Linked DNA regions of Sus scrofa: regions 1, 3 and 4 are each linked to region 2. Evidence: chromatin contacts called from public HiChIP or PLAC-seq data. All regions are on one chromosome and are shown on one strand. The core of a region is the stretch at or near the end of the contact, and the rest is flanking DNA. Distances in the headings are between cores, read along the strand shown. Region 1 holds the start of A4GALT (lactosylceramide 4-alpha-galactosyltransferase). Region 2 holds the start of TTLL1 (probable tubulin polyglutamylase TTLL1). Region 3 holds the start of POLDIP3 (polymerase delta-interacting protein 3). Region 4 has its middle 28 kb from the start of A4GALT.

Region 1 (2,700 bases), core at 141-2,640, 290 kb after region 2:
GAGGCTCCGGGGCTGTCATGTTCCCCTATGTGTGTCTCAGAGCTTGGCCTGCCTGCCTCTGTTCTGGGAGGCGCCCTTCCTTCACCGGGTGGCGAGGCACCTTAAAGCTCTGGTCTACACACTCCCTACTCCTGGTGCAGAAGAGAACATGCCCAGAGCCCACGCCAAAGAAAAAGGATGCTTTTCTCTCTCCCAGACTTCAAACGGTGTCCCAGGGTGGCCAGGCTCCCCAGGCAGAACTTTGCAGATAAGTAAACTGAGGCAGAGCAGGGCTGGCCTGTGGGCTCTTCCAACCGCATCACCCCCTCCCTGCAACAGCGGGGGTGGGCTTTTCTTCTGAGTTCAATGGGGAGCCACTGAGGGGGGGAGGGCAAAATGACAGATTAGGGGGAAGAGTGGAGACAAGGGCAAGAACCTGATTAGATGGGTTTTCAAGGAAAATGGGAGGCGAGAGACTGTGACAGCTTGGAGAAATGACACTTGGTGGACTTTTGCCGTGAAGGGAATGGGAGGAAATGAGGCAACAGTAGCTGGAGGGGGCAAAGGGGTCCTAAGAGGTTTTTTGATTTCCTCTCTCTCTCTCTCTCTCTGCTTTTAGTTTTAAGATAATAGGAGAAGTAAGAGCATGTGAATTGATGGGATTGATTGGGGAGAGGGGAGAGAGGGCAGAACCACCAGATCAGTGTCTTGGCTTAAAGGGTAAGATCTTGTGGACAAGGGGAGGGGGTTTTCGGGCCAGGAGGGGCAGATCAGCCTGGTCCCCAGAGCAACAGGGAAGTTGGGCGCCATCCCAGGAGGTGGTCGGATGGGGGGGGGAGCTGGTGGAATTTTTATGCTGGTTCATTCATTCAAAGGCTAATAATCTGGGACGTTCTAAGTGGCAGGCTGTTGTCGGGGCTGCGATGGAGTGTGGGCTTTTTCTCAGGGGCCCGAGCACTGGTCATCAGCCCATCAGCCGCGAAAGAGGATGTGAGAGGAGGAAGTGAGCTCAGCACAGCCAGTTTGCAATGGACCAGGCAGAGAGCGAGGGAGGAAAGGACAGAGCAGCGAGGGCTGTGCGGTTGAACACGGGGTGATGCTGCCGAGACGTTCAGCACGGGTCACACGGTGAGGAGCGCAGGAGGGACAGTGGCACCAGTCAGGCCAGAGTTCATACTGCCCCCTCTCCGTTGCATGACGCTGAAGTTACTCAACCGCGCTGAGCCTCGTTTTTCTCATCTGTTAAATGGGGGAAATGGGATAAAAACCCCACAGAGTAAACGGCAGGGGTGCACGGAAAGCGCACCCTACCTGTCGGCCCGCAGGCAGGTGATGGTGCAGCCGGGAGCCTGGCGGACGCGCGGGCTTGGGGAGCGGGGACCCCCCTCAGGGGCGGGGCGGCGCTGACCACGCCCCGGGCCAGGGGGCGGGGCTCCCGCCCGCTGGACTCCCGGCGCTGCCCTTCCAGCCGCCTCGCCGCCCGGCCCGTCAGAGGGCCCGCGTGGTCCGCCTCCCGGAGCCGCGGGAAGCAGAGGTACGAGGGGCCGCGCGCAGGGTCCAGCTGGACGGGCTCTGGAACACGGACCTGGGGGCGCCCCGGGCCCCGGAGGGGAGGAGCGCTGCGAGAAGGAAGGGGAAGGGGAAGGAGCAGAGGCTGCGGAGGGGCGGGAGGGCTGGGCCCCCGCCTGCCCGGGCCACCTGTTTTGGAGGGACGCTGGTGTGCGCACCGACTGGGCGCGCTGGTCCCCCGGCCGCCGCCTCCACCCCGACTGCGCCCGAAGTTGAGCGCGGCGGCTGGACCCGGAGCCCGGCCGGCGCGGGGAGGGCGCGCCCCGCCCGGGAGCCCTCGGGGCAGCCCCTGCAGGGCCGGGCGCCGTGGTGGGAGAGAGGGGCCCTTGCGGGTGGGAAGCCGGGTCCGCGTCGCTCTGTCTGGGGGGCGCGGAATCGCCTCGGGAGGCCTCGCTGCCGGCTGTGCTCGCCCCGGGCCCTGGTGCGGGTGCGGCTGGGGAGAGGAGTAGGGAGCGGCCGGCGGGATCGAGGCTGCCGGCCGGGAGGCGTCCCTCTGGGCCCTTAGGGATGCTGAGGCTGTGGACGGCCGAGAGGAAGGAAGGGCCCTCCACGTGGAGGGATGGCCTGGGTCAGAGCTCGGGAGTGGGAAGGTCGGGCCTGAGCGCTCCCTCTCGGAGGTCCGGTCCGCAGCCCCCCTCTTTCCGGACTGCTTTTCTCCCTCCCTCTTCTCCAGGTTGGGAAGGTTGGGTCCGACTGGGGGCTGCAGTGTGCTTGGGAGAAGTTCTGGCTGGGAGGTCCAGTCTGAGGGTCCACTCCCTTTCGTCCTAGGGGAGACCCTGGCCTCAGTTTCCTCATCTGACACCTGCGAGTGGAAGGTCCCACCTCCTTGCCGGACGCTGCCCACCCTTTACCTCTGAGAGGGTTCAAAGCCACTTCCCCTGCCCACCCCCCTCTCAGGAGGACACCCTTTCTGTCTCCCCCAGATATGGAGTGATTGCTCTGTGAAGGCCCCGGGGGTCTCTGGAAGGCCGCTAGGCCCTCCTTTATCAAACACCCAGGAGCATGGGATGTGCACTCACTCTGGCACCCCCTCCCCGGGCTGCCCAAGGACTCCCCCACTGTTACCTCCTCCCAGAGAAGGGGGAGCCACCCGGCCCAGGGTGACAAGGCAGGGCCCAGGCTGGCCGGACTATCCCCTCCATGCTCACGCCT
Region 2 (2,700 bases), core at 80-2,579:
GCCATGATGGGAACTCCTAATTATTCCTGTTTATCCATGAAGAAACTGTCATTGAGAGGCTGGGAAAAAACCCCAAAACAACCCTGACAGGGAGTTCCCGTGTGACTCAGCAGAAACTAATTGGTCTAGTATCCATGAGGATGCAGGTTTATCCCTGGCCTCAATCAGTGGGTTAAGGATCCGGCGTTGCTGTGAACTGTGGTGTAGTCACAGATGTGGCTTGGATTTGGCACTGCTGTGGCTGTCACGTAGGCCAGCAGCTGCAGCTCTGATTTAACCCCCTAGCCTGGGAAGGTCCATATGCTGCAGGGTGTGGCCCTAAAAAGACAAAAAAAAAAAAAAAGGCTGGAGGAGTTCCCTGGTGGTCTAGTGGTTAGGAGTTGGTTGGCACTTACACTGCTGTGGCCTGGGTTCAATCTCTGGTGTGGGGACTGAAATCCCACATGAAGTTGCTGCGTGCTGCAGCCAAAATAAAAAAATAAATAAAAATTTTAAAACAAGAGGCTGCGATTTTCCTATGCTCAACAGCTAGACTGTAACTGAGCAGGGAGGTAAATTCTGTTTCTCTCCTTTCACACTGCCTCCCAGTGCACCTTCATGACTGACAGATGTCTGGGGTACATGCCCTTCTGTTGTGTATTAATTCAACAGGAATTTAGCAACTAATATATCCTCTACCAAAGTGCCTTTCAAAAAATACTTTCATAATCTTCCCAACAACCCTTCAGCATAGGTGCTGTTATCTCCATTTATAGACAAGAAACTGAGGCTCAGAGAATGACATGACCAGCTAGTGGATTTTGGGGTGAGGATTCAAACCAGGTCTGGCTTCAGTTTTAAAATTCTCATGGGCCAGGCTGCCTCTTCCTAACAGAAAGAGTTAAAAAATCCTACTTTGAGGAACTGCACCTGTCCCGCACTCACACTTCACAAATGAGGTGACCTTTGAGTAGGCCATTTATTGATTACTACTTGCTGAGCGCAACCTGTTAGGTTATCCTTACAAAAATTCCTTCGAGGCAGGTGCTGCCAACCATCCCAGTTTAACAGATGTTGAAGCTGAGCAGAAGAGATGAGCGGACTGGACCCAGGGCCCAGCCATCACACCCCTCTACCTTGCACTATCAGGGTCGAGACTGCGCCCCGACCCCTCTCGACTTCATTTCTGGGCTCTGACGTTTGTGGAGACGCCGGGGTGGACCGCAGACTCCTCGCACGATCCCAGCCCCCGGCGCCTAGCGGGACGCCAGGCCAGGGGCTTAGAAACGAGTGGGGAAAATCTGACCCCGGAAGCAGTCTTGGCGCCGGTAAGGCCGCGTCTTTGGTTGCCGGGGCGCCGCCCCGGAAGTAGAGCGCGGAGGGTGGGTTCGCTTGATAGCGGGCCGAGTCCTCCCGCAGGAGCCGGAGTGGAGCTGGAGGCGGGGCCGGGGTGCGGCGCGGGGCCGCCGTGCTCCGCGCTCCTGGGCGCCCCTCCGGGCTGGACGCCCACAGGTAAGACACAGCCGCCGAGGCCATCGGCTCCCGGGACCCAGGGTGTGGCGGGGGGCGAGTGCGCATGCGCGAGCGATTGTGGCCGCTGGTCTACGGGGCCGCTGCGGTTGGGTTTGGATGCTGGACCCGCGTCCCTCCAGCAGCCTGCGCTGACTACTGTGCCTCTCTTCCTCCTCCGAGTTCCTGTGACTTGTTCCTCCTGATCCTTGTAATTGCATTCTTCTTCTTATTCGTTATCTCAGAATTTAATCGTTGCTGGTTTTTTTCATTCATTTGCAATCTGTATTGTTTCTGTTGGCATCTTGCAGAGCGCGGTGTACCTGTGGGTTGAGTTCTGGGCAGGAGACAGGCGACAAGTGTTCTCTGCCCTGCTTATCTCTCTCTGGAGAACTGGACCTAGGCATTTCTCCTCCCTGTTTCCCCATCATTAGCGGGGGGTGACGGTCGCGGTAGTCACCCTAGAGTGATTGGGGCAGTACAAGGAATTCATTCTTTTTTTTTTTTTTTTTTTTTTTTTTTTTTTTTTTTTTTTTGGCAGGAATTCATTCTTGAAATAAAAGTATCTTGTTGTTGTAAACCCTTTGTGGTTTGCAAAGCGGTCCTTTGTTCAGGAAACATTTAATGAGCATGTTTGGGTGCTGGGTTGTGGCAGTACAAAAAGATTGGCCCTGTCCTGTGCTCAGGGAATTACAGGCACTGGTTATTAGTTAAGGTGGAGCATGGCACTGTCACCCTGAGGGGGTGAGGAGATGGGCAGAAGCAGTACAGTTGTGACCAAATGCTCTGGGTGATGTAAAGTCGTCGTTTATACTGTTATTTAAAGATGGCTCCTTTTCCCTTTCAAAAAAGACTAGCTGGAAAAGAAGGCAGATGTCCTAGGATCTTTCCTAATTTTAATTTTTTTTTTAAATTTTTATTTTTGTCTTTTTATGATTTCTTGGGCCGCTCCTGCGGCATATGGAGGTTCCCAGGCTAGGGGTCAAATCGGAGCTGTAGCCACCAGCTTACACCAGAGCCAGAGCAACGCAGGATCCGAGCCGCGTCTGCAGCCTACACCACAGCTCACGGTAACGCCGGATCCTTAACCCACTGAGCAAGACCAGGGATCGAACCCACAACCTCATGGTTCCTAGTCGGATTCGTTAACCACTGAGCCACGACGGGAACTCCGTAGGATCTTTTTTTAAAATAGATTTTGTTGAAACTGAT
Region 3 (2,700 bases), core at 102-2,601, 380 kb after region 2:
CCCGCCTTCACGTGGCTGGATATGTTGTCCAGACAACCAAACACACCCCACAAAGCTCCGAAATGCCCCTGGCAAAGGGCCGCCCCACTGACAATCAGAGAATTAAATGATAGCAGCTAACCACCCTACGATTGCAGTAGTTTAAGAAAAAATTTTAACTGACTTCTCTATACTTCATTTATTTCGTGTGAAGGCGTGATAGGCCTTAACTTCTGCAGCGCCCTGGTCCCTCCTGGTTCCTCCCGCCAGGCACTGGGTCTTGGCCTCTGCACCTCTAGGAGGGAGCACTCAAGGGTCCTACTTTACTGCTGAGACAAGGAGGACCAGCCCGCGCCCGGTCACGGCTGCGCAGGGGGACCTGGATTCCCCTCCTCAGGCGGGGGCCCAATCCCAGACCCTCCGCCCTTACCAGCTCATTTCTCCACGGCCTTTCTGATGCCAGATTTTTCATCATGGTGGGATAGTCTGTCAAGAGCACGTTGGACTTAGTAAATAACAGCAGTAGTAACTCACTGGGCACGAAGTCCATGCTTGGCACCGTTCTAAAGGGGTTGCACGTATTTTTTTATTGACTCCACAAAGACATACTGAACACCTACCTCATGCCGGGGTCAGAAGTGGAGGCTGCGATTGCATCAAGGAAAAGGCAATTCCACGTGGCGAGCACCTCATTTAATCCTCGCAACCGCCTGTTACTTGCCCGACTTTCCAGATCAGGAAAAACGAGGCACAGAAAGGTGACGCGATTTGCTTCTGAAGACCGCAGAGCCTAAAAGTGTCTACAGTTTCCGCCCTACTTGCCATTTTTTTTTTTCAACCCCAACAAAGCAAAAAACGAATCAGTTCCGAGTTCAGGAAATCTAATAACACACAACTACTTAATCCTCCATGTTCGTCAAAGTTGGTCTGCTTTTCAAGTGTAAAGGGGGACGGGCAGATCGCAACTCCCAGGCATCCCGCAAAGTAGGCGGGTCACCTTAGGGGCGACCTTTACCCGCTCAAAAATTCGTCTCACATTAGCAGTGAGGACTCGGGCGTCACCCCGAATCGTTATTTTCCTTACTCATAAGTTTAAGGCATAAAAATGTAAACGTCCATACTTCCTAGGTAAGGAATCCCATTCTCATTAGCCATACGGTGAATATAAAAGTTGACCGTTAAACCGAGAACTTCATCCCGCTGACGTTTGTCTTACTCATTTAGTTTTTCATATCTCCTTGTATTTTATTTGGTCCTCGGAGAGGGTAGGAAACGACAGGGATACGACCCCCCGTATGCAAATCAGAAGCTGGCCTCGCAAAGGCTCACGGGGAGAGGCCCGCCTCTTCCGGCCCCTGCTCGGCCTAATCTGTCGCGAGAGTTCGTCAGCCGAACGCCGGAAGCCGCTAGTTGCTCCACAGCGGCCGAAGGGGCGGGCTCGGGGGCCGAGGGACCCTGAGGTGCTCGCGGCCTGCTCGGCGGTGCAAGATGGCGGACATCTCCCTGGACGAGCTCATCCGGAAGCGCGGGGCTGCTGCGAAGGGGCGGTGAGTAGCCTTTTCTCCTTTCGGGTTTCAGGGCCTGAGTCCTCGCGGGGTTCGCGCTGAAGAGGGAGCGGCCCGGGCGCGACGCGGAGGGCCGTCTGCGCCCGCCCCCTGCCGCAGCCCCGCTCCTCATTGGCCGCGCCGCCGCCGCCGCCGCCGCGGGCCCGGCCGCCAGGCCGCCCACTGGCTGGAGGTGCCGTCGCTCCCGCGGGCCAAGGGAGGCCGGAGGGGCCGCAGCCGCCGAGGGGCCGCGCTGCGGGGCTGGTGGGAGCGGCGCGGGGGGCGGAGGGACGGGCCGTCCCCCGCGGCCCGGGATTCCCGGGGTCGCCCCGGCGCAGCCCCTCCTCTGAGGAGACCGGCGCTGCTCCGCGATCCCAGCGCGGCCTTGAAGTTAGGACGACCGAAGTTTGGCGGGGCAGTGGCTTGCTCGGGCTCTGCCGGTCTCTACTGCCGAAGCCGAGCCCCAGCCCCAGAGCTGGTCCAGGTTTCCAAGTCCTGCGCCGGCTTCGCGTCTGTTTACACCGCCCCCCCCCTCCCGGGAGCGGTATTTCCGAGTCTGAGCGCTCTCGGGCCCACACGGTCTCATTAGCTCCTCTGGCCGTCCTGTCGGCCAGCCTTTCGTGCTTTCCCCGTTCTGCAGACAGGGCGCTGGAGGCTGGGAGAGGTGGAGTGACTGCCCCGAAGTCCCGGAGGGCTGAGACCGGGACTGAAGGCGCGTTCTGAGCTGGCCGAGGTGGCCTCAGGCTTGGGCAGAAAATCAAGGGAGATGGGGCTGGAGGGTAGCTGTTTGCTGATGGTGCTCAGAAAAGGCGGTTCTGTATCTGGGTGGCGAGCCCCGGAGACGACGTGCAGCTCTGAGACCGCCCTCCTCTAGACCCTCGAGTACGGTTCGTCGTTTCCAGCCTGTAAGAACTCCAGTTCACCCGTATGGAAAAGTGGGAGCTTTGGCCCAGAGTTTTCCAGCACACGGAAAATTAGCTCGGATGTCCTTGTAAACGGCCAGGCTGTTCCATACTGTTTTCTCAGACAGTCATTCACTCAGTAGATGTTTATGAAAAGTGCCTGTGACCAGAAAATAGAGTCTCTGCCTTACTATCCCCCGACCCTCAACACATACATCCATCCACTACGTTTGCCCCCCAGCCCCACACAGTTCACCAGCCAGCATTTCATCTGG
Region 4 (2,700 bases), core at 68-2,567, 320 kb after region 2:
GTGGTTAACGAATCCGACTAGGAACCATGAGGTTGAGGGTTCGGTCCCTGCCCTTGCTCAGTGGGTTAACGATCCGGCGTTGCTGTGAGCTGTGGTGTAGGTTGCAGACGCGGCTTGGATTCTGCGTTGCTGTGGCTCTGGCGTAGGCCGGTGGCTACAGTTCCGATTAGACCCCTAGCCTGGGAACCTTCACATGCCGCGGAAGCGGCCCAAAGAAATAGCAAAAAGACAAAAAAAATAAAAAAATAACAAAGACAAAAATCCCAAACACGAAGTTCCTCAAATCTCAGGGAAACGGAATCACCTCCTCATTTGCCTTTAGCAACCCACTGTTTTAATTGCAACGTGGAACTTTCTTATGACAAAAACTTTCTTGGTCATGAAAGCCCACAAGTGACTCCAGTCAATAACTGTCCACCATGGAGTTCCTGTCATGGCGCAGTGGTTAACGAATCCGACTAGGAACCATGAGGTTGCGGGTTCAGTCCCTGCCCTTGCTCAGTGGGTTAACGATCCGGCGTTGCCGTGAGCTGTGGTATAGGTCGCAGACGTGGCTCGGATCCTGCGTTGCTGTGGCTCTGGTGTAGGCCGGCGGCTACAGCTCCGATTGGACCCCTAGCCTGGGAACCTCCATATGCCGCGGGAGCGGCCCAAAGAAATAGCAAAAAAGATAAAAAAATTTAAAAAATAAAAAAATAACTGTTCACCTGAGTGGGGGAGGGGGAGAAAATGATGATGATGATGACGAGGCAGCGGCAGGGACAAGGAACCCTTTCCAGCCGTTACTCTCAGCCAAGCAGGCTCATAAGCGCTTTATACACGCTTAACGCATTTAAGCTTCACACTCACCCTTTGAGGAAGGGTGTATGTGACCCATTTTGCAAGATGGCTAGGTCAGGACAGAACATTTGTGGTCAATGTCATTTTTTTTTTTTTCCCCACTGTACAGCAAGGGGATCAAGTTATCCTTACATGTATATGTTACAATTACATTTTTCCCCCACCCTTTGTTCTGTTGCATCAATGTCATTTTGACACTGGTCTTTAATCAACTTCTGCTTCTCCCATATTTCGCCAGTCTGACCAGCCATGCCAAACGAGTCCCCCTGGACAGAAGCAGCCTATCACAGAGAGGCCAGCGTGGGGACTGTGCCCCTGAAACCAGCCACCTGACTTCCTTGCCTTCAGAACTCTGAGCCCCGCCAATGCTGCTCCATCACCCTCTCCTCCATTTCCGCCTCTGCTCGAGCTTTGCGGTGGCTGGGGCTCCCAGCCCCAACCCCGGGCCACCCCACATCCCCTCTCGCTTCTGCTTTTGTCACCCCTAGTCATGGCCTTTTCACTCTGTCCCCTGTCCCAGGAAAGTCCCTACATGCTCGACAACCTCAGAGAAGCTAAATAAATGGAATATTTCTTCACCAGGAAATGCCATATCCTAGCCATGCTGGGAAATCAAGTGTTAGGTTTTTTTTTTTTTTTAATCAGAGTTTATAAAACCCCTGATGACTTTGTGATGTTTTGGCAGAGAGAAAAAAACCAAACCAAAACAAAACACAAAAGCAGCATTTCACAAAATGGATTTCTGGCCGTTGCAAAATATTCATAAACTGTCCCAACTTCCCAGAGAGACTAAAAGGAAAATTCAGCTGCAAACAGCTTCTTACTTTCCATCTGGGTTTTAAATGCAGTCCAACCCCCAGTTCCATTACAGAAGGTCAGAACTGAGGTTAAGGGAAAATAGTTCACGCAAAGAAAAGGAAGAGAGCAGCCTCCAGTCTCGAGCCTCGAAACAGCTGGAAGCCCTCAGCTCCGCCCAACCCTCTCCTATCACAAAACCACAGAATTTCAGGACAGGGAAGAACCACAGACCTGCTGGCCCAGCTATTACATCTCTGGACAAGTCCTTTCCCTTCCTGTTGGATCCTCTGTAAATTACCATACAATTTGAGATGAAGAAACAAACACTGAAATTAACAAAGGCTTAAAGAAGGTAGAATTTTATTTCTCTCTTAGGTAAGAGGCCAGAGGTGGACAGTCAGGGCTTAAGGATTTGGCTACTTCCCCACATCATTCAAACACCCCAGGCTTCTGCTACCCTATTGGTCCCTCCACACTCAACTTCTGTCTCATGGTCCAAAGCGGTTGCTCCAGCTCCTGCCATTGCACCCCTAGTCAGCCAGCAGACCCAACCCAGAGATCACTCCCATCGCTTCTGCTCTTAACCCACTGACTAGACCTTACTCCCCTTAATTGCAAGGGGAACTAGGGACGAAGCACAGGTAGGTGGGAAGACAGGTGCCCAGCTAAAACATCTATTGCTACATAAGACAGAGAGATGGGTAATGGGGAGGAACTGCCATGTCTGACCCCTCGGGCTCTTGTGGGAAAATGCAAGTCATTCTATGGCACACACTTCCAGAATGCCTTGTACTGAAGTATGAAGAATGTCGCATTTTGTTTTATTTGGAACTTGCCAGTGTTTTGGGCACAGTTCCACTGTGTTGTTAATGCCAAAATGACATCTCAAGAAAAAACGTAATGGCTTTTGGATTTTGCTGCTGGTTCAGACGGTGGGCTCTGGACCCAGACGGCTCGGGTTTGATTCTGGGCCCTCTTCCTGCATGGCTTGTGGCGGGTTACCTACCTGCTTGTGACTCAGTTTCCTCATCTGTAAAATGGGCAGAATAATTGTTCTTGCCT

The links. HiChIP or PLAC-seq counts read pairs in DNA pulled down with a chosen protein or histone mark.
Region 1: an H3K27ac HiChIP or PLAC-seq map of alveolar macrophages shows a contact between it and region 2. The contact joins the promoter of A4GALT here to the promoter of TTLL1 in region 2. A contact is called at or near these places in 1 of 47 Hi-C or Micro-C datasets (epiblast stem cells) and 1 of 2 datasets of contacts at active chromatin or transcription factors (alveolar macrophages).
Region 3: an H3K27ac HiChIP or PLAC-seq map of alveolar macrophages shows a contact between it and region 2. The contact joins the promoter of POLDIP3 here to the promoter of TTLL1 in region 2. A contact is called at or near these places in 1 of 5 promoter capture datasets (fetal liver) and 1 of 2 datasets of contacts at active chromatin or transcription factors (alveolar macrophages).
Region 4: a contact with region 2 is called in an H3K27ac HiChIP or PLAC-seq map of alveolar macrophages. The contact joins the enhancer-like site here to the promoter of TTLL1 in region 2. A contact is called at or near these places in 9 of 47 Hi-C or Micro-C datasets (alveolar macrophages, embryonic fibroblasts, fetal skeletal muscle and 6 more) and 1 of 2 datasets of contacts at active chromatin or transcription factors (alveolar macrophages).

Annotation. Positions count from the first base shown.
Region 1 is chr5:6,082,403-6,085,102 of Sscrofa11.1, forward strand. A4GALT (lactosylceramide 4-alpha-galactosyltransferase) reads left to right here and starts at 1,391. Exons shown (of 3, transcript XM_005663760.3): 1 at 1,391-1,513.
Region 2 is chr5:5,792,431-5,795,130 of Sscrofa11.1, forward strand. TTLL1 (probable tubulin polyglutamylase TTLL1) reads left to right here and starts at 1,330. Exons shown (of 13, transcript XM_003481524.3): 1 at 1,330-1,491.
Region 3 is chr5:6,173,092-6,175,791 of Sscrofa11.1, forward strand. POLDIP3 (polymerase delta-interacting protein 3) reads left to right here and starts at 1,352. Exons shown (of 9, transcript XM_021091426.1): 1 at 1,352-1,526. The coding sequence starts at 1,468.
Region 4 is chr5:6,110,639-6,113,338 of Sscrofa11.1, forward strand. No RefSeq gene overlaps it. Among named protein-coding and RNA genes, the nearest start is that of A4GALT, 28 kb to the left of the region's middle. Within about 2 kb of position 1,318, at least 29 of the 83 cell types and tissues checked have an H3K27ac peak or open chromatin away from gene starts, as enhancers often do. A contact at or near this core is called in alveolar macrophages, mesenteric adipose tissue, retroperitoneal adipose tissue and 1 more, where this site is marked.